Regions from separate parts of the Rattus norvegicus genome. Here region 2 is linked to region 1. Evidence: chromatin contacts called from public Hi-C data. All regions are on one chromosome and are shown on one strand. The core of a region is the stretch at or near the end of the contact, and the rest is flanking DNA. Distances in the headings are between cores, read along the strand shown.

Region 1 (5,595 bases), core at 2,711-5,210:
TGTCTACCTCATTCCATATGGGGTCGTTTCCTTCCTCCACACGAGTTCTTTTCTTCATCTCTGTAAAGACACCAAGCAGGGCCTGGTATAAGTCAGGGGAAGTATTTTGGTGTCTGGGTCTGAATGGGGTCAAGGGAGGTAGTGTATCCTACAGGTCAAATCTACGTTGGCACCTTAACATAGTGTCTATGGTTTCTTTTTCAGGTATTTCAAACTTACTGACTGGTGTGATAGATAACCCTATTTTCTTTTCTTTCATTCATCAATTTACTTTACATCTTGATTGCAGCCCCCCTCCTCCTAGTCCCCACTCTCATAAACCCCTCCCCCCATTAAGCCCCTTTCCCTCATTACTCCCTCCCCTTCTCCTCAGGGAAGGGAAGCAAGCCTCCCTAGGTACCACCTGCCCTGGCACATCAAGTTGGAACAGTTTTTTTTTTTAAGATTTATTTATTTATTTAATGTATACAAGTACACTGTAGCTGTCTTCAGACACACCAGATCTCATTACAGATGGTTGTGAGCCACCATGTGGTTGCTGGGAATTGAACTCAGGACCTCTGGAAGAGCAGTTGGAGCTCTTAACCACTGAGCCATCTCTCCAGCCCAAATTGCAACAGTTCTAAGTGCATTCTCCTCTACTGAGGCCAGACGAAGCAGCCCAGCTGGGGAAAGGGGGTCCAAAGGCAGGCAACAGAGTCAGAGAGAGCCCCCACTTCAGTTGTTAGGGGGCCCACATGAAGATCAAGCAGCATATCTGCCACAAAACCTTTGACCCAAAAGTGTGTCCTTCCTACAAGATGTGCAGGGAGAAAGACGGAGCAGAGATGAGGGAAATAGCCAACCAATGCCTGGCCCAACTTGAGACCCGTGCTATGCGAGAGAACCATCCCCTGACACTACTAATGATACTCTGCCATGCTTACAGACAGGAGCCTAGCATAACTGTCTTCTGAGAGGTTTCATCCAGAAGCAGATGGAAACAGAAGCAGAGACCCACAGTCAAATATTAGAAGGAGTTCAGGGAATGTTGTGGAAGAGTTGGGGGCATGGATTGAGGGAGCGGGACAGGTCAAGGACACCACAAGAAAGCCCACATAGTCAAGTAACCTGGGCCCATGGGGCTCACAGAGACTGAACCACCAACCAAAGAGCACGCATGGGGACCCAGTCCCCGACACATGCAGCAGGTAACTCTAATTTCATTCTCCTTTCTTTCCGTACATAGTGCCCTGAGTCTCAAAGCCTTGTGGGGTTATGATTCTGGCCAAAGGAGTATAGGAATGAGATTTGCTTTACTCGCTGAGCCATCTTGCCTGCCCTTAAATATTTCTGACTCTGAGTTCCCAGACATAGGGTCCATAGATATGGAGGGCCAACAGTACTGCCTTCTTTTCTATGGACTTGATTTTCTCACTCCCAAGATGCTAGGTGCTTGGTAACAGGTTTTGAAACAATCTACCTCCTGGATGTGTTGCACAGGACATCATTCACATAGTGGAATTGACCATGAGATACCTAGCAGGGTTCCTGGTACCCTTTCGGAACTGGGCGCTCACCTCTGAAGTAGACAGTTACGCAGGCTTTGGGTGTGGGGCTGAGGGGAGGGTTAATTGTGGCAGACTCCACAACAACCCTGAGCATCTTGGACACTTGCTTCCTCCCCTCCTTCCCTGCACAGGACAACCTCTTGCTCTTTGGAGCTCCTCTGTTCCAGGTTCACAGGGTGAGGGAGCTTAGCAACAAGAGGAACATCACAGAGATAAGTGGTTCTTGGTTCCGAAGAGAATCTCCGGAAGAGATAAAGGACTGTGACAGAGTGTAGATTAAACAAGTGGCCCGAGGTGTACACAGACAAACCTTGCCGCTTTGAGGCGGACTCCTTTCTTTTGTCGCTGACCTCTAGAGTTTCAACAACAGGCACAGAATTCTCTTCTGTCTGGAATGAATTGTTGGCAAAGACATGCAATGTAGATGAGAAAATACAAGAGGTGAGGCCATCAAAATCCATATACAGGTAAATCAATGATGTCTCAGGGGAGGGCTTTTTAATGGAGAAGCAAGACATTTGGCATGTTTTTTTCCCCTTTGTTTGATTTTTTTTTTTAAATCTGGGAGACAGGGTCTCAAGTAGCCTAGGTTGGCTCTGAACTCACTATATAGCTGAGGCTGTTCTTGGATTCCTGATTTTCTTGCCTCTGAGGTGATGAGTATTTTGATTTTATAATAATTAATGCTAAGAAAGCTACTTCAAATAAAGACATGCTACAAAATGGCAGAAGTGATCTCAGAAATGATTGGGCAGTCTATTTTAATCCCAAGCTAAAATTCATTTAATTATTGTTTTATGAAGCTCAAATCAGCCATTCAGATGGCAGTTTCTAAAACCAAGCATTCTATCTATCACAGTCCAAAGAAATGTTACTTTGACACATGCTGAGAGAGAGAGGAACGTATTAAGAGCCTTTGTTTTCCATAATAAAGTTATCAGGTTTCTCTAAGAGCAGGAAACTTTGTGTCTACAGCAAAAACACTGCAATTGATAACATACAATAGTCTAAAGTCTGAGCCAAGGGGTTTTCGAAAACATTTGTTGGCGCCATAGTTATATGGCACGAGCCTCATGAAAGTGTGCTTGTTGTGTGCTCAGAACCAAGGATACAGTGACATTGTGGATGAACTGTCAGAAACACCCCTTGAGTTAATTTTCAGTCTTTGCACACCTACGAAACCTCTTGTCGTTGCTTAATTTTCCTGACCCTCCTCCTTAGTCAAGTCTAAGTCTAAAACACGTTGCTCTATGCTAGGCCCGGTAGTGCAGGCCTATAATCCCAGCGCTTGAAAGGGAGAGGAGCAGAGGATCTGTAATTCAATGTTAACCAGGAAGTGGTGGGCATGCGCAGAAGCAGGCAGATCTCTGAGTTCAAGGTCAGCCTGGCCTACTGGGCTTGAGAACAGTCAGGGCTCCACAGAGAAGCTCTGTCTCAAAAAACATCAAATAAACAAAAACAAAACAAAACTCGAACCAAACCAACAATAAAATTCAAGGTCTTCTCTGGCAGCATAGCTAGCTTGAAGCCCAGCCTGAGATACATGCGACCATGTCTCACCATCCCTCCATAAATAGTAAATAAAAACAACCAATGACACCTGGAGGTGGGGGTAGCTTGCAGTAATTGCCATCAAGAAATCAATTGAGCTCTTGACAGGTGGCGGAAATAATCCACTGTATTCCCCTGGCAACCTATTGAGGCAGGGTTTAGGTATTTGCACATTTCGAGATGAGAAAAGGGCGGAAACTTTGCTTGCTGGGATCTGTGGGCCAGGCGGTTAAAAATTGAACCTCACATCTCTCCTCTACCTCATCATCTACCTCATCCTAGTCTGAGCTCCACCAATTTCTCTTCGTTAAACACCGCAGAGCCCTAGAATTGTATCCGGACATTCTGCAAAGCATTCCCTCCCTCTTCTCTCCCCATCTCTCTGGTTTGTGGTCGAGGTCTTGAGACAAGTCTGTCGCTATGTAGCTCAGGCTGTCCTGGAACTCACCAAGATTCTCCTGTCTCAGCCTCCTGCCTTGGAATTATAAACAAAGTCTCAACGCTGGGCTGAGCCCGCCCACTGCAGATAGAACCCTGCTCTGTAATAGGTCGGGGGAGGAGGAACTGACTGTGGCGGGGAACACCGAGCGCCGGGGCTGTCTGAACTGCTTAGCTCTTTGCCCTCACTTTCCCCACAGAAAACGTAGAGGAAGGACGTCTCTGTCCCGGGGTCGCGCGCGCGCGCGCGGGCTCACGGCACTCCCCACAGGCCAGCGAGGTCGCGGATCCGCTCCAGGCTTTGCCGCTCGCCGCCGCGCAGTTCCGGAAGAGCAATCCACTTCCGCGTTTTCCTCGGAGCCCGTGGCGCCGGGCGGTGAGGCGCACGCGCACTGTGATCCAGCTCCGGCGAGCGCGCGGCCGACAACTGCGGGTGAGACGCGGGTCCGTCCCGGCGCGGGTGGCGGCCCGTGGGGTTCCAGGCGGCGGGCGGCGGCATCGGAGAAGACCTCGGGGCTCCGCGGGCCTGCGGGAGCCGGGGCTGGAGCCGCGGGCCGGGCGGGGCGCGGGAGGCCGACGCGGCCGCCCCAGCGCCCGAGGCGCCGGGCCGAGGAGGGCCCGGGGAGGGGAGGCGGGGCCGGGCGGCTCCTCCTCGCCGGGAACTCGGGATGACCTTGGCCGAGTCGCCCGGGTGGGCCGTTTTGTGGTTTTGCGGTTCCGTGGCGGGAACCTCACGGAGGAGCGGGCCGTTTGCCGGGCGCCTCGCTGAGGGAGGGCGAAGAAGAGGCCTCCTGAGGCCTCCTAAGGCCCCGGTCGGGCTGAGGGCGGGCTCTGGTTTTTCTTCTCTCAAAACTCCGGTGTACCTTGAGGTCGGTGCAGACCTTGGGTAGAATGTGACCCTAGGAAAGTCCCCTTGACCTCAGGCCAAAGCGATGATGTCTGGAGCCCTGGGCTGCACTCAGCCCACGGTGCCCGCCTGTTGTGCTGGGCGTGCTGGAGCTGACCGTCCCCACGCACTTCCTCTAGCTTTAGAAGAATTCATGTTTGTGATCCCTCTGATTTGCAAAATCCTTTACCACCCAGGAAGAAAATTGCTCAGCCAAAAAAAAAAAATTTTTTTTTTTTTTTTGAGATGGGATCTCACTGTTACCCTGGCTGTCCTGGAACGCATTCTATAGACCAGGCAGTCCTCGAACTCCCGGAGATAGGTCTGCTTCTTCCTCCCCAATGCTGGGACGAAAAGCGTGCGTCACCATGCCTTGGCACAGAAAGGTCATATTTTTGCTAACTGTGGAGTCTTGTCAGTTTACAGTCACAAAACTGTGTATGGCACCCGCCACCTTTCTGTTCCGTAGTGGTATGCATAATCGATGAATGATGGGCATAAAGGCATGTTTTGATAGGGAAACTTGGGAGAAACGGAAGCTATTGAGTTGACAAGCCCCTTTTCACCGCAGGTGACTAGCATGCAGATATTCGCACCCTGACTTGGTTTGGCTGCCTGACTACTGACATGGCCCACCGGGGTGGGGAGAGGGACTTCCAGACTTCAGCTCGTCGGATGGGTACCTCCCTGCTTTTCCAGCTTTCAGTGCATGAGCGGGAACTGGACCTTGTTTTTCTGGATCATAGCTATGCAAAACCGTGGAGTGCCCACCCCGATGCCAGCAGCGCCCGCCCCACCCGCATGCTCTTTGTAACTCCCCGTCGGCAGCAGGAGAATACTATGTGAGTTTGAGAATACCATGTGAGTTTGGGTTTCCTTCTTAAGGGCTACTTCCGCCTGACCATGGCAGTGTGGCGGGGCATAGATGTTCTTGAGAGTGATTGGGGCTGTGGGGTGACTGGAGAGCTTGGAAGGTGAAGCTGAAGAATTAGTGTCGTCCCCCCCCCCCCCCTTTGGCTACAAACTATTCTTTTTTTTTTTTTTTTTCTTTCTTTCTTAACCAAACCCAGGGCCTTGCGCTTACTAGGCAAGCGCTCTACCACTGAGCTAAATCCTCAACCCCCCCCCCCCCCAAACTATTCTTGAGTCTCTGACTTCAGTGCACAAATT
Region 2 (6,242 bases), core at 1,357-3,856, 51 kb before region 1:
GAGCATGAAGTGTAGGGAACTGGTTGGGTTCGGACTGGCCTTGCCCGGCTGGCCTGATTAGAGCTTCCTTCTCTGACAGCATCTCAAGGGTCATCTTGATTTTACCCTAGGACCACCAAAGGATGGAGCAGGGGCTATTATATCAGACAGTAGGGCAAGGTCATTTCAGGACCACTTCCTACCTCCACAAAGGAGAAGAGGTTTGGCTACAGCCCCCAGGACTTTGCTGGAGAGATCCTATTCACCAAACCTGTTCCCCATCCCCTACCGACAAACGCCACTTGTCATCTTCGTGGACCTGACAAGGCCACCATCCAGTTACATTGGTCTTCTTAAAGAGAGAGATATGCTTCTGTGGGGTGAAGGGCCATTTGGATTCCGTCTCCATCATCTTGAGGGAGCATTGCCTGCTGTTCTTAGCCGGAAGGGGCATGTCTGATAAATCCATCTCCAAGACCCCTGAGCCCAGAGAAAGATTGTTGTCAGCAAAAGGAGTTCCTTATCCCTTGTTACAAAAGTTCCTTACATCTGAACCTCACCTAAGAAGTCATCTGGGTAAAAGAAGTCATTGTCCCATATCTGGATGATAAGTCGAGCCGGAAACTTCACTGATGTGGGATCCAGGCTCCATATGTAGTCCTGAAGGACAGCAGAAGGCTGTTAGAGGCCTGCCTCTTGGACATTTCCCTCAGATACCCACTGGTCCACTAGTGACAGACTATCAAGGAAGAGGGGTTCTGCCTGAGGACACATCCTATAACAGCCTGCAGGTCTCTGAAAGGAGGGAGAGATCTCTTGGGGCCTCGGACTCTTTCCCCTCGGCACCCTTTCCTTACCTTCTGGCTTTGGACGCATACCCGCTCCGTCATCAGATAGTCCATGTTAAAGATGAACCTCCAATTGAAGATGGCCTCCCCAGTCAAGGAGTGATAGTGGACATCTGTCTTCTGAGCATCCTTCTCTAGCCCAAAGAGCCACCTGGGGACAGAGTCCTTTCACCTGGGCTCCTGTGTGTGGTCCCCATCCCCTAGACACAGGTGGTGGCAGAGGTGTTCCCCTTGGGAGCTCCAGCAGGGTAACAGAACCAGGGAACTAGGAGGCCCTCTGGAGACCTCCTCCCCGCCTGCCTTACCCTTTCACGTAGATATCACTCATTTTGTCTCTACTGAAAGTCTCTCGGACCAGGTCCACTTCAGCCGTGCTCCAGATGATACAACGCAGTTGGTACCTGCAGCCACTGTGTTCTGAGGCTGGGATGAGGACCAGCCCCACAGCCACAAACAGCCTCGCTAAGGGAGGAGCTGCGCACGGGTCCTGGACTTGGGCAGTGAAGCTCCTTCTAAACTCGATTGGGAATTCCTGTTGCACGGGCTTGTGGGCAGAGGCACCCCGCACCCTGGGGGCTGAGCTGGAGCCCCATGCTCAGGAACTGAGTGTTAGCATACTCACCGTTTAGGCTTCCTGGGGCTGATGTTGACTTCTGGCCCAGGAGGCCCCAGCATCTTGGGGAAGATATCCACCCACATTTGTATTTTTCCCTAGAGTCAGAATGGATTTGCTGGTCGGGGATTGCTGGTCTCTTTGGACTTGAATAGTGTGGCACATGGACTGATCCACCACCCAGGGACAGGGCTTAGAGATGACAAGTGACAAGTATCACCTCCTGGGAGGTGACAGTGACTACCTGCCTGTTCCTTTAGGTTTTGGCTGGGAAGGCAAGTGAGTAAGGGTGAAGGATTTGGCTTGGAGAGCACCAATTGGCATTGAGCTCTCACTATGGCTGGGTAGTAGGGGAGGAGGTCATGCTAGACGGTTGGTAGGATCCGTGCTGGGGCTGGGCCTCGTTACTCACAGCATGGAAGCCCTAAGTAGAGGAGACTAGATCGGAAGGCCACAACCTAAGGATACTAAGTCAGCCACAAAGTAGAGTTGAGAGAGACAGACAGATGGATAGACAATATGAGAATTAGTGGTGTAAATGGTAAGAGAAGGAAGGGAAAGGGTGGCTCCCCAAGCCGTGGGAAACAGGTAAATATGTTCTGCCTGTCAAACCACCTGACCCACTTAAATTTCTCAAAGTTGACCCATTTTGAGAAAGTCAGTTTAATGAGGATGGTTATTTTAAAATTTTCTCAACATAAGACTTGATGAATATAAAAGATTTATGGAAGATGAAGCCATCTTGATGGTGGGACAGTGAGGGATAATTAAGGTGCTCTTGGTGGTGGTGGTGGGGTGTCTGTGTCCCCAGGTTCACAGAGAAGACAGCCTGCAGTTAAACAGCCAGAACTGCGGTTTGTGTATCTGTGCCCTCTGATCTGTGATACCACCTCCCTACACCCAGGAGAGCAAAACAGTGGCACTGATGGTTTCTAAGACAGCCGAGAGCTTCCCACAACTGTTGTGAGGCCTCCATTTCACGGCCCTTCCGGGTGTGAAGTCCTCTCCACTGGAACATCTTCTCTGCTAACGTGCAAAGCATGCTTGGCTTCTTTCTGTCCGTGCACCTACGTGAGCTGTCAGCCTGCCTTGCCTCACACTGTGGACTGTGACCCATATCTCCTGGTCCAGTCCAGTCCAGTCCACAGGAGGCAGCAACAGCCTCTCCAGTCACATACCTGGTCGATACCTGGCTGGCTGTTACTGTGCAGTGTGCGAGTCTCTACGTGCTCAGGAACCAGCCCCTGTGTGTTTAGGATGTACAGTGCCAGGCGCTCCTTCTTAGGCCCCAAATTCTCATAGGTGGGGGGTGTGGGCTCTGGATGGGAGACAGGCTCATGAAGTCATTAGTGTTCCCATCTGAGCACCTTCCCCAGCCCTGCCAGGATGTTTGGCTATGGTCGCCTTCTATGAGAAGAAAGGGGAAAATTGGAAAAATGTCTGTGGCTCTCTACCCAAGGGCAAACTGCCCTTCTCTCCCTCTGCCCGAGTCCTTACTGGTTCCCTGAGGCTACCCTACCCCTGTGCCGTCTGGAAGTGTGCTGGGCTCACCAAAACTCTGCAACTTGAACTTTTCCCCATTGTAGTAAATTGAATCTCCCTCAAGGTCAAATACGGGTGGAGGCAGCCCTTTCTGTTTGGCATATCGGTACAAAAGGTAGCTCGGGGTCATCTGATCCCTCCACTTAAAGGGCCCTGACCTGTGGGAGTATGCAAGAGAAACAGATAGGAAGGAACAGGTCCTTCCCACTGTGTTGAGCTTCAGGCGAAGGTGCTAGAAGCATGAGCAGAGAGGCAGGTCTAGCCCAGGTCCCAGCTACTTCTCTGGAAGCTGCTTGCTTGCCGAATGGGTCCTCACTCACTTGCAGTAGGATTTAGAGAGCCCACAACGGGCCCCAAAGCCAGACAGAAGTCGGTTCTCAAGGTCAATAACTGTAGTTCCAATTTCATCATCAGCAGTAATTAGGTCAAAGTCATACAGCTGGATCTCCAGGTCCTTCTCCAGTGGGATGTTACAGGTGAGCTCATACATCCTAGAGTCAAGGCATTGCAGAGTGGCTGTGAGCATGCACTCTGCTTGAGTGTCCCTGTTCCACCTCTTCCTCCATCCACAGTGAACGTAGGCAGCAGAGCACAGGACAGGTTTGTCTACCCAGCATCCCATTTCCCTGAACATGGCTGAAAGTAACTTGAAAGTAAGATGGCTGAGGCATGGAGTGCCTGTCTTTGGGATCATCGGTTTATGGAGCCCCTAAGAGGCAGTGAGATGCTGCTTACAGGGACCATGGAGGCTCTGAGGGAATGCCTCTGCCTACTAGCACAGCATGGGGGACTGGGCGGCAGCTCACGTGCCAAAGATGGGGTCTAGAGTGTTGGGGTGGTATGAGTCCCGGCTGCCGAGTTTTGTCTGTCCCAGTTTCAGGATCACATAAGGGTCGCACTGGGAAGGAAGGAGGAGGGGAGTCAGTCAAGGTTGGTCAGGGAGGTGGAGGGTGGGAGTAGGCGATGCCGGTGGGGGTGGCTGGGTGGGTGTAAACAGCCTAAGGCACTGCATCACCGTGATTTGGGCATGATTTGGGCATGTGGTGGGGGCCATTAGACACAGATGGGCCTTTTTTTTTTCTTTTTTTCTTTTTTTTTTACCAGGCCATTGTAGTCCTGTGGCTGCAGGTTGATGGCTCGAATCAGGTACACTCGTACCAAGCACATCTGAGGGAAGTCCTCGATCTCAGGCCAAGCCGAGAACTGACGTGGAGGTTTAGGGGCATCTGGGTCCTCAGGAAAGGGGTAGATTCGGAAGAGGCCCTGGGAGTGAGAAGGCATTGGCAGTGCTAGGCTAACTTTGTAAAGTGCCCCCGAACCCCAGCCGCTTGGGTATAACTGGGGGAGGGGGCTGTTGGGCTAAGGGTGAGCAGCAGGAGTCTTTAGGAAGGGACCATTGAGTTTAAAGGGACACTGGGCAAAAGCACTCAAAGCTACTAGGTGTTCCCAGACTCTGCTGATGTCAGCTCTGCACACCCATCCCTTCAGGTTTGAACACATCTGTGTCTTTAGGGGACCAGCATGAGCCAGGCCTGGGAGTCTGAAGGTCCTGCCTTCCTTAGTCCCTGCCTGCATAGACCGGTCTGTGTTGCTCTACTTCTGGAGCTGTTTCTCGGGCCCTGGCATCCTCGGGGATGTGCAGAGTGTCAGGGCTTTTATTAGAGACTTTGGGGACAGGTGGGCTACAGAGAGACGGGTAGCCAAATTAGCATAGACATACCTTGAATTCCCCTACCACAGGGCTGTCCACCTTGGGCTTCTCTTGGTAAAGTTTGAAGGTCTGGCAAAAGTCCTGCAGGCCCTGGAAGGCCTGAATGGTCTCCAGCTCACAGTCATATACCTGTAGGGGTGTGTGCAGGACATGGGTTGCTGAGGAACCATTTGGGGAATTGAGAGGAAGAGACTATGAGCACCCAAGCCTTTCCCTCAGAGTTTGCCCTGTCAGGAGCCCCACTGTTTGCTTCAGATGAAACAGCTTTTGGAAGGGTCCCTGGTATTCTTAGGGGATAATATAGAAAGTCCCCCTCCTTTGGTGACAGATGAGCTACAGAGAGACAGGGAGCCAAGCTGCTATAGATACGCCTTGAATTCCCCTATCACGGGGCCATCCCCCTTGGGCTTCTGGTAAAGTTCGAAGGCCTGGGAGAGTGCTCGTCTAACAGGATCCCTGCTCTAAGCTGAATTGGTGGTGCATGGCTGCAGTTCTAGTGCTCAATGCATGGCTGCAGTTCTAGTGCTCAGGCGGTAGAGGCAGGAGGCTCAGGAGTTCAAGGGCATCTACATCTACCCAGCAAGCCGGAGACCTGTTTGTACTACACGGGATCTCATTTCAGACAAGGCAAAAACAGTTCTGCCATTTGGTAGTTCCCTGACAAAGCAAGGCTAAGTAAGTTTCCAAGCCCCTCCCAATGGAGGCTCTGTTCTACCCCTTTCCCAGGACTCTCCAAACCTTTAGGGTATGGTAGCTTTTGTAGTTGTACTTCAGGGACTTGTCTTCATTGCCCGTGGCCCAGGATAGCTTGCTCCACCAGTCCACGTCCTGCTCATACTCACCCTGACCGAGAAGAGGCCTTTGCTGGCTCTCAGGCAGGGCTAGAGCCTACCCCACCTCCCTGAACTGATGGGGGTTATCCCTTGCTCCTTGGTCTGAGTCTGCTTTACCTCGTCTTTGCTGGAATCAAACCAGAACTTCTTGTAGACTAAGTCTAGGAACTGAAAAGTGGAGAAGGTTAGAGGAGAAGAATGGGAAGAACAGGCTGAGCACGCTCACCCTGGCTCTCCCACCCCACCTCCCCATGGCCTTTACATAGGCCTTTCAGTTCAGATGGGATGGGAGGGGTGAGGGAGAGGAATTGTGCTTCCTAGGGTTCATTGTCCATCCATATGGACAGGATGCAGAAGTGCTCAGAAATGCAGAACCTCACACTATCTGAACCTGTGGAGGCAGAATCTTTCCTTCTCCCTTTCTCTTTCTCTCTTTGTCTCTCTCTTTGGTTGCCCCTCCCCTTCCTCATCATTTACTTAGGCAGTGATCCTCCTGCCTCAGCCTCTCAGTGCTGGGATCACAGGCCTAACTATTATGGCCCACCCAGCAAAATCAACTTCCCTCCCTCCGATATCTTGTGCTAGGTATGGAACTCAGGGTCTGTCCATGCTAGGCCAACAACCTGTCCCTCAGGGTGCATCCCTAGCCCTCGTCCTTTTGAGACAGTGTCCTGCTTATGTAGCTTAGGCTGCCTCAGACCTGCAATCTCCTGCCC

Evidence for each region. Hi-C and Micro-C count contacts between places; a contact is called where the count stands out from the background.
Region 2: a Hi-C map of liver shows a contact between it and region 1, with 2.6 times the contacts expected there. The contact joins the enhancer-like site here to the promoter of Kansl3 in region 1. A contact is called at or near these places in 3 of 12 Hi-C or Micro-C datasets (kidney and liver).

Annotation. Positions count from the first base shown.
Region 1 is chr9:46,099,886-46,105,480 of GRCr8, reverse strand. It overlaps Kansl3 (KAT8 regulatory NSL complex subunit 3), which reads left to right and starts at 3,960. Exons shown (of 20, transcript NM_001034835.1): 1 at 3,960-3,972; 2 at 4,997-5,267. The coding sequence starts at 5,053. It overlaps Fer1l5 (fer-1-like family member 5), which reads right to left and starts at 3,683. Exons shown (of 54, transcript XM_039084527.2): 1 at 3,550-3,683; 2 at 1,861-1,939; 3 at 8-60. The coding sequence starts at 58.
Region 2 is chr9:46,149,340-46,155,581 of GRCr8, reverse strand. Fer1l5 (fer-1-like family member 5) reads right to left here. Exons shown (of 54, transcript XM_039084527.2): 39 at 5,644-5,694; 40 at 5,432-5,536; 41 at 4,703-4,822; 42 at 4,084-4,245; 43 at 3,789-3,880; 44 at 3,303-3,473; 45 at 2,992-3,140; 46 at 2,619-2,758; 47 at 1,450-1,538; 48 at 1,133-1,228; 49 at 837-978; 50 at 540-639; 51 at 269-459; 52 at 1-106. Among named protein-coding and RNA genes, the nearest start is that of Lman2l, 29 kb to the left of the region's middle. Within about 2 kb of position 2,606, at least 2 of the 93 cell types and tissues checked have an H3K27ac peak or open chromatin away from gene starts, as enhancers often do. A contact at or near this core is called in liver, where this site is marked.